Linked DNA regions of Mus musculus: all the other regions are linked to region 1. A link is a contact called in public HiChIP or PLAC-seq data. All regions are on one chromosome and are shown on one strand. The core of a region is the stretch at or near the end of the contact, and the rest is flanking DNA. Distances in the headings are between cores, read along the strand shown.

Evidence for each region. HiChIP or PLAC-seq counts read pairs in DNA pulled down with a chosen protein or histone mark.
Region 2: a contact with region 1 is called in a CTCF HiChIP or PLAC-seq map of large pre-B cells, with 6 times the contacts expected there. The contact joins two enhancer-like sites. A contact is called at or near these places in 1 of 15 datasets of contacts at CTCF or cohesin (large pre-B cells) and 2 of 115 datasets of contacts at active chromatin or transcription factors (large pre-B cells and pro-B cells).
Region 3: a contact with region 1 is called in an H3K4me3 HiChIP or PLAC-seq map of pro-B cells, with 2.7 times the contacts expected there. The contact joins two enhancer-like sites. A contact is called at or near these places in 2 of 39 promoter capture datasets (cranial neural crest and second pharyngeal arch cranial neural crest), 1 of 484 Hi-C or Micro-C datasets (CD4 T cells) and 1 of 115 datasets of contacts at active chromatin or transcription factors (pro-B cells).

What each region holds. Positions count from the first base shown.
Region 1 is chr12:113,417,901-113,420,600 of GRCm38.p6, reverse strand. It overlaps Igh and Ighm. Among named protein-coding and RNA genes, the nearest start is that of Adam6b, 70 kb to the left of the region's middle. Within about 2 kb of position 1,345, at least 3 of the 459 cell types and tissues checked have an H3K27ac peak or open chromatin away from gene starts, as enhancers often do. A contact at or near this core is called in pro-B cells, where this site is marked.
Region 2 is chr12:114,187,788-114,190,487 of GRCm38.p6, reverse strand. It overlaps Igh. Among named protein-coding and RNA genes, the nearest start is that of Mir7094-1, 280 kb to the left of the region's middle. Within about 2 kb of position 1,322, at least 4 of the 459 cell types and tissues checked have an H3K27ac peak or open chromatin away from gene starts, as enhancers often do. A contact at or near this core is called in pro-B cells, where this site is marked.
Region 3 is chr12:114,271,964-114,274,663 of GRCm38.p6, reverse strand. It overlaps Igh. Among named protein-coding and RNA genes, the nearest start is that of Mir7094-1, 200 kb to the left of the region's middle. Within about 2 kb of position 1,268, at least 3 of the 459 cell types and tissues checked have an H3K27ac peak or open chromatin away from gene starts, as enhancers often do. A contact at or near this core is called in pro-B cells, where this site is marked.

The DNA.
Region 1 (2,700 bases), core at 96-2,595:
TACAACAGACAGAGTATGAACATGCGATTCCTCCAGCTACTTCTAGATATATGGCTGAAAGCTTGCCTAACCTGGTGCAGGCAGCATTCAGGCACATATATAGACACACATGCATTTATACATAGATATATAGGTACACATGTGTAGACACATACATGAATGTGTATTCATGGACACACAGACAAAGGTACACATATATACACATGAGTTCATGCGCACACACATGCATGGACACTTACAAACGCCTTCAGAGACAAATAGGCATAGACACACAACCACTCACAGAAACAGATACCAATATGCATGGTCCTGTGTACACAGAAACAGACTATAGGCAAATATACACAAATAAACTATATAGATACAAAGATATGCATATACACACATGTACAGAAACATCTTCACATGTGTACACTAACATGTGAACAGGTATAGCACACAGATACACCTGGACTCTGACCAGGGCTGTAATCTCCAAGGCTCACGGCTCAGAGAGCCTACACTAGGCTGGGTCACTGATACTCCTCAGGAGCCCACTCTATGATTGGGAGAGATAACCCCAGGTACAAAGTATGCCTATCTGTCTCAACACCATGGGGCAGAAGATACTCCACTAACCACCCATGACAGAAAGTTAGCCTTGGCTGTGTCTCCATTAATAGAACACCTCAGAAGACCAATGTGAAATTGCCTAACCCACTCACACCCACCCTGATCTCCAGTTCAAAATGCAGAAAACATAATGCAGTTGTCCAAAAGATGCCCCAACCACACACACACACACACACACACACACACACACACACACACACACACACACACACACACACCATCAAGGAGCCTCTGTAAGGAGTCACCACCCAATAACACTGCCTCTTTGGGCTCATATCCTGGACATTCTTCATATTCATATCCATTTGGGGCCTAGGCTTTAGATATCCCCAAGGGCTCATCTTTACAGGGATCAGAGATCCCAATAAATGCCCTGGTCCCACAGCCTCCCTCAGGTATCTGTCTGTTTATCTCTTGGTACCAAGACCCAACATTGCTGGCAGGGGTAGGACAAGCAACGCACGGGAACTCTGATCAAAGAAAGTCATGAGATGCCTGAGTCCTTCAGGAAGTAAGGAGGGACAACCTCTGGTATCCCTGTTCTTATTGCTAAAGCCCAAGAGACAGGGAGACCTGCTCTAAATTCTCAGTCTAAACAGCACCGATGGCACCACCTGCTCAGGGAAAGTCCAGAGCACACCAATATCATTTTGCCACAGTTCCTGAGTCTGCCTTTACCCAGGTCCATACATTGCATCTGTCTTGCTTGCTCTGCTGCCCCAGGGCTCCTGGAACAAAGGCTCCAAATTAGTGTGTCCTACAGCTTGGCCTGTTCTGTGCCTCCGTCTAGCTTGAGCTATTAGGGGACCAGTCAATACTCGCTAAGATTCTCCAGAACCATCAGGGCACCCCAACCCTTATGCAAATGCTCAGTCACCCCAAGACTTGGCTTGACCCTCCCTCTCTGTGTCCCTTCATAGAGGGGGAGGTGAATGCTGAGGAGGAAGGCTTTGAGAACCTGTGGACCACTGCCTCCACCTTCATCGTCCTCTTCCTCCTGAGCCTCTTCTACAGCACCACCGTCACCCTGTTCAAGGTAGTGTGGTTGTGGGGCTGAGGACACAGGGCTGGGACAGGGAGTCACCAGTCCTCACTGCCTCTACCTCTACTCCCTACAAGTGGACAGCAATTCACACTGTCTCTGTCACCTGCAGGTGAAATGACTCTCAGCATGGAAGGACAGCAGAGACCAAGAGATCCTCCCACAGGGACACTACCTCTGGGCCTGGGATACCTGACTGTATGACTAGTAAACTTATTCTTACGTCTTTCCTGTGTTGCCCTCCAGCTTTTATCTCTGAGATGGTCTTCTTTCTAGACTGACCAAAGACTTTTTGTCAACTTGTACAATCTGAAGCAATGTCTGGCCCACAGACAGCTGAGCTGTAAACAAATGTCACATGGAAATAAATACTTTATCTTGTGAACTCACTTTATTGTGAAGGAATTTGTTTTGTTTTTCAAACCTTTCCTGCGGTGTTGACAGCCCAAGGATTATCTGAATAGAGCTTAGGAACTGGAAATGGAACAGTGCAGTCTGATGGTACTTAAGGGAGAAAGAGGGAAAGGAGGTGTGGAAGAAGAAAAAAGAGAAGCAGAGGGGGAGGGGAGAAGGGAGAGGGAGAGGGAGAGGGAGAGGGAGAGGGAGAGGGAGAGGGAGAGAGAGAGAGAGAGAGAGAGAGAGAGAGAGAGAGAGAGAGAGCATGCACTCTAACAGCAAAGTACAACACAGGCAGCCAATGGATAGCACTCTGGTTATCTACCCTGATGGAAGAAGGGAAGTAGGGCAGAGAAAATTCCAGGCCTAATCTCCCAAAAGCAACAGAACCTGGAAACTAGCCTCTAGCCTTAGGTCTCTGCTCTGTCCCCAGCCCACCATCTTGGGCTGGTGTTGCTTCAAGCTAGTAATTTAGGTCTTATCCCAAAGCTTTGTGGTATGTGGGTGTGCCTTTGGGGAGTTGGCTGAGATTTTGAAGATGTTTGTACCTCTCCCACAACATGACAAGCCCTAGGGGTTAGTCAATAACTCAAATTCTCTGTCTATGACAACTGCTGTATGACTATATGAAGAAATGGGATAAAGATGCT
Region 2 (2,700 bases), core at 73-2,572, 770 kb before region 1:
CTGTTGAGGGGCATCTTGGTTTTTCCAGCTTCTGGCTATTATAAATAAGGCTGCTATGAACATAGTGGAGCATGTATCTTTCTTACCAGTTGAAACATCTTCTGGATATATACCTGGGAGAGGTATTGCGGGATCTTCCAGTAGTACTATGTCCAATTTTCTGAGGAATCACCAGACTGATTTCCAGAGTGGTTTACAAGCTTGCAATCCCACAAAGAATGGAGGCGTGTTCCTCTTTCTCCACATCTTGCTTTCAGTTATTTTGTTGTCTCTAGACCAGGTTTTTGCAGTTCTGTTTCATTTGGATACATAATTTCCTTTGGGTCAATGTCTTCAGCTTCAAAGTGGTCCTGAGATAGCTGAATAGGCACAGATATAGAGTTAGGAAATCAAATTCAGATTTTATTTATCACAATTCAGCTACTGAATTTACTCGGCACATAGATTTTTCAATGATTGATAGAAGTAGTCAGTATTTATTACATTCTAATGTGTGGAAAGGAAAAAAATTCTCGGGGACAAACAGTAAAGACCCCATGACTATGCCAATGGCAAATGCTTGTCCAGACTGAAAAACCTAACAGGTATTTTTTTACACAGCTGACAAGCTGCATATTACTGTGTTTTTCTATACTTTATACAGAAGTCAACCTCCAACATACAGTGTCCTAAGAATTCTTCCTAGTTTTCTTTTGCCAAGGTCTAATTAGTTGGCCAAGGCTGGTATTGAACTTACCATCCTCTTCCTAATTTCCATGACCAAAATATTGTTAGGATTCATGCTATTACAAACCAGCAAAAATACGAGCAGTGGATTAAGCAGGTACAAGGCAGGGTCCTAAAATGAATACCTTTACAGCTTCTTTAAAATCAGACTTTTCCAGTAGAATTTGCATGGAAAGTTTTCCCACTTGGAACAGCTAATAGCTACATCACGTTTTTGAAATCTCCCATTTTGTATCTTTTTTATTTAAAGGCTACGAGCACGAGCACTTTTCTTATGGAACCCAGGGAAAACCCAGGTATCAGTGCTTGTCGCTGATCATCTTCAGCTCCTCCTCTTCTAGCTGTTTCTTGGTTTCTGAGTCCAGTCATGTGCAGCAGGCTCTTGGATAACTTAGTCTTGCACTGTGATGTCATGTTGGACACACTTTTCCAGACTACAACTTCGGACTCCACAGGAAGCAGTGTGGTCTGCATTATCCTCTGATGCTCTTGAGTAGGCTGTCCAGACTTTAGAGTAGCAGGGCATGTTAAGGGAAGCCCAACTGTCCACACAGCTGATCCACAAGTTCTTGCAACAGTGCTGATTCTACTCCCAGAGAAATGAAGAAGAGAAAGTCTGAAGTCCTTATGAGCCAGCAGGCAGGAAGGGACAGGAGGAGAGCAGCACCCTGGCATGCAGCCAAGGGAGGGGCTGCAGCAGTTCCTGCTTGAAGAGAAAAGCTGGCCTGGTTAGGGGCAGAATGAAGGGGGCAGCATGAAAGTATGAAAGAAGACACCTGCAGGGCTGCAGAAACTTCTACAAGAAGGACCTTCTCGGCCACTTCCGCTGTGTCAATGCCATTGAATTCTCCAACAATGGGGGCCAGTGGCTGGTCTCAGGGGAAGATGATTTCCAATTTCTGTTATGGCACATGGAAGAAGCTATCTGCTCCAGGGTCAAACCCAGACAGCTGAAGGGGGATCACCATTCCAACATTTTCTGCCTGGCTTTAAACAGTGGAAACACTAAAGTATTCTCTGGAGGAAATGATGAGCAAGTTATCCTCAAATTTGTTGAAAGCAGTGAGACACTGCCACAGCCGCCTGACCCCTCCAGTCCCTCCCTGTGCAGGGTAAACTGGAGGAGGCTTCTTTAACCAGCCCTGGAAGATGGAGCAAGGTGTACAGGTCAGAGGACTCACCAACAACTTCCTTAAAGCAAATCCCTCACATCTGTATATTTTACAGGAGGTAGGTTCTCTGAGTTTACCATAAGACCCTTACTTCAACATGTCTCCGGGTGAGACACAGATTGACGAAAAAACAAGAGGTCTGAGCTGGAGAGATGATTCACTGGTTAAGAGCGCTGATTGCTCTCCTGAAGATCCTGAGTTCAAAAATCAGCAACCACATGGTGGCTCAACAGTCATCGTTAAAGAGATCTAACACCCTATTCTGGTGTGTCTGAAGTCAGCTACAGTGTACTTAGATATAATAATAAATAAATCTTTAGACCTGAGTGAGTAGAATTCAAATCCCAGCAACAACATGATGGCTTACGACCATCATTACAGCTACGGTGTACCCATACACATAAAATAAATAAATCCTTAAAAAAAAAAAGAGGTTTATTTTCCTATATGAGGGGTTCGACCTTCAATTAATTTCAAGAAGAGTTACTAGAAGGTGACACCAAATGGCTGTTACAAGCAGTTTTTATACATTTTAGGGGCACAGGTTACATCAGCAAGAATACAGCTCTTATTAGCTAAGCATATTGAACTTTAAATTCATTGGCTACCAAGCATGACACACACTTCAACTCTACCTGGAACATTCCAGAGGATCAGGTGACTATCAGTCAGTACATTCTGTGGTTTTTCTGAGAATTTTTTACTCAAGAATATTCATGTGGGTAGAGAATGGAGCTTTGCCTAGCCTTGATCCTAGGCCAAAGAGGAAAGCTGTAAGGAGGGTATAGGATTGGAAAAATCC
Region 3 (2,700 bases), core at 19-2,518, 850 kb before region 1:
GAAATGTCAAGACAAAGATGGAGCAGAAACTGAAGGAATATCCAATTAAAAACTGTCCCAAGTAGAGAACTATCCTATATACAAGTACCAATTCCTGACACTATTAATGAAACTCTATTATGCTTGCAGAAAGAGCCTTGCATAACCGTCCTGTAAAATGCTCTACTCAGAATGAAACAGATGCGTATAACCACAAGCAAACACTGGAAGGATGCTGGGACTATTAATGAAGAGTTGGAAGGAGGAAAGATTTTAAGCCCTAAAGTCCCAGGAGTGATTATACAGGAATAACAGAGGAGTCAACTAATCTTAAACAATGAGAACTGTCAGACACTGAACCACTAAACAAAGAACAGACATCAACTGAAGTCCCTGGTTCCTATATATGTATATATCTCAGCAGTGTAGCTCAATCTCTAAGTGGGTCTTCCAACTGCTGGAGTCGGGGCTGTCCCTAAAGCTGAAGCCTACCAATGGGATCAATTCCTTAATAGTGTTGCTTTTTCTGGCTTCAATGGGACAGGATGTGTCTAATCTTGCAGAAATTTGATATGACAGTTGTGGAGAAATGATGTGTGGAAGGACTCTATGGTGGGATTAAGGGGGTAGTAATTGGTATTTAAATAATTAAAAGAGATTTAAATCTTCTGGAAAACCTGATAAAAATGCACAATATATTTTCAATTTGTAATTTGTAAAAATAAATCTCTCTAAAATATTTCAGAGCAATCCCTATATGAGACTGACATGAATCAATTGGAGGCTATGTTCAGTCAAACTAAACACAGTTGGACACAGTCTATTATTTTATATTGCAACTTCAATTGACATCATGTTTGTGTTACCAGTTGCATTAAAATATTTTCTCCATGAGCAAAAAGAAAAACCAAAATGAATTTGTCATGCAGAACCAGTGAAGCAGGTGCAGAGGGTCCATCAACGATGTTTCCTGACTCTGCTTAGATTTTGCTCTCATTTACCATTTACCAGACCCAGGAGACCATGTCCTTTGGTAGTTAGAAACCTCCTGTGAGAATAAACAAGATCTGACATAGGAAAATATAGTTGGTTCTTATACTTTATATCACTCTCCTGGGAATGTTACAGGTAGAGAAGTGATACAATTCTAAGACCCTCTAAATCACCATGAAAACAGTTTGTATCATAGTTGAATAAATTCCTATATTGAAAAACCAGGAACTTACAATATAGTCTCATGGAGAAGCAATTTCAAGGCTTTTCATGCTAAGGGTCATCACCAATCAATACAGAATGTCATGTCCTGAAGAGAGAACAAGACTAATGAGAATGAAGGATATCAGAGAAGGGTCCTAGAGATAAGAGTCTAAATATCTCTCCACCTTCTGCTATACAGAGTTATGGTTCTTCTATTGATTGAAAATGTTTCAAATTAGTGTTCTGATATACATAAAACACATGAGATATTGTATGGAACAGATCACAAAAGACCTATAACAAATAAAATAAAATAATTCAAATTTCTAGAAGTTATTTCCAAAAAGGTAATATTGTATCAAATATATGTTATTGACTTTCAATATTGGGAATCACACACCAGTCATTTTCCATGAATCAACACTAAGCTACAAATGTAAAAACAATTTCTTCAGGTTAATATCTAGACTCAGCACTCATAAACATTCCTAGTCATTCTAAAATTATCAAAGTTGTATTATAATGCTCTTTGTGGAGAAAATAAGAAATAGATGAGTCTGTGTTTAAAAAAATAAGACTCAATTATATCACTGCTATGTACTAATTTTAGATAATTCTTTGATTTTCTATTACTCAGCTTTTCCTCTTTCATTGGCCTTAGGCATTCATAAGCCTAGTACTTTCAAAACACATCTCAACATATAGCAGAAGAAAATGTAAATACTGCCTCCCTCTGCTCATGAAAATCTGTCAAACACTAACTCTGTTAAGTCTGTCTGAGGAACCAAGCCCTGGACTCTCAGTTCTTGCTACTCATTGATAGTGCTAAAAAGAATACAATTTCCAAGGAGCTGTGTTGGAAAGGCGATTACCTTGTTGCTATTATTTTATTAATTAGAATATCTTTTGGATATTTCTTAACCTGATTAATGTGCACCTCAATATAATCATGCAAATTCTTCCATTATACATCTCTTACTCACTTGGACGTTCATGACTTTTTCAAAAAGTATTATTTTTATCAGTGTGTATGACTATATTTGGTATGTAATATACTGTACACATATTGAATATATATATATATATATATATATATATATATATATATATATATATATATATATATATACATGGGAGGTATGAAGAGGTGTATGTTTAGGGCAGTTAACTTAGAAGTAAATAACCCATAGGGGAGTTTGTCCTGAAGAAAACTGATTGTCTATCTCTCAGCAGCCATTGATTGCCCATAGTTATGTATTTGCAGGTAGAGGTATAAGAGGTTTTCCCTATAATGTGATGTATAATTTAAGCATTAATAGTGTAGAGATTTTATGGGTGTATCATCCCTCTTTTGTCTCAAGATGCCATCTCATCTGGCATCTTCATCCTGTAACATTTCAATCTTTCTTCCTCATCCTTCATAATTTTCCCTGTACTTAGGTGTAGGATTTGCATTGAAGATGCACCTACTGTAGCTGGACATCACTGAGTCACTTGTTCTTTGCATGTTTATATAATGTGGAA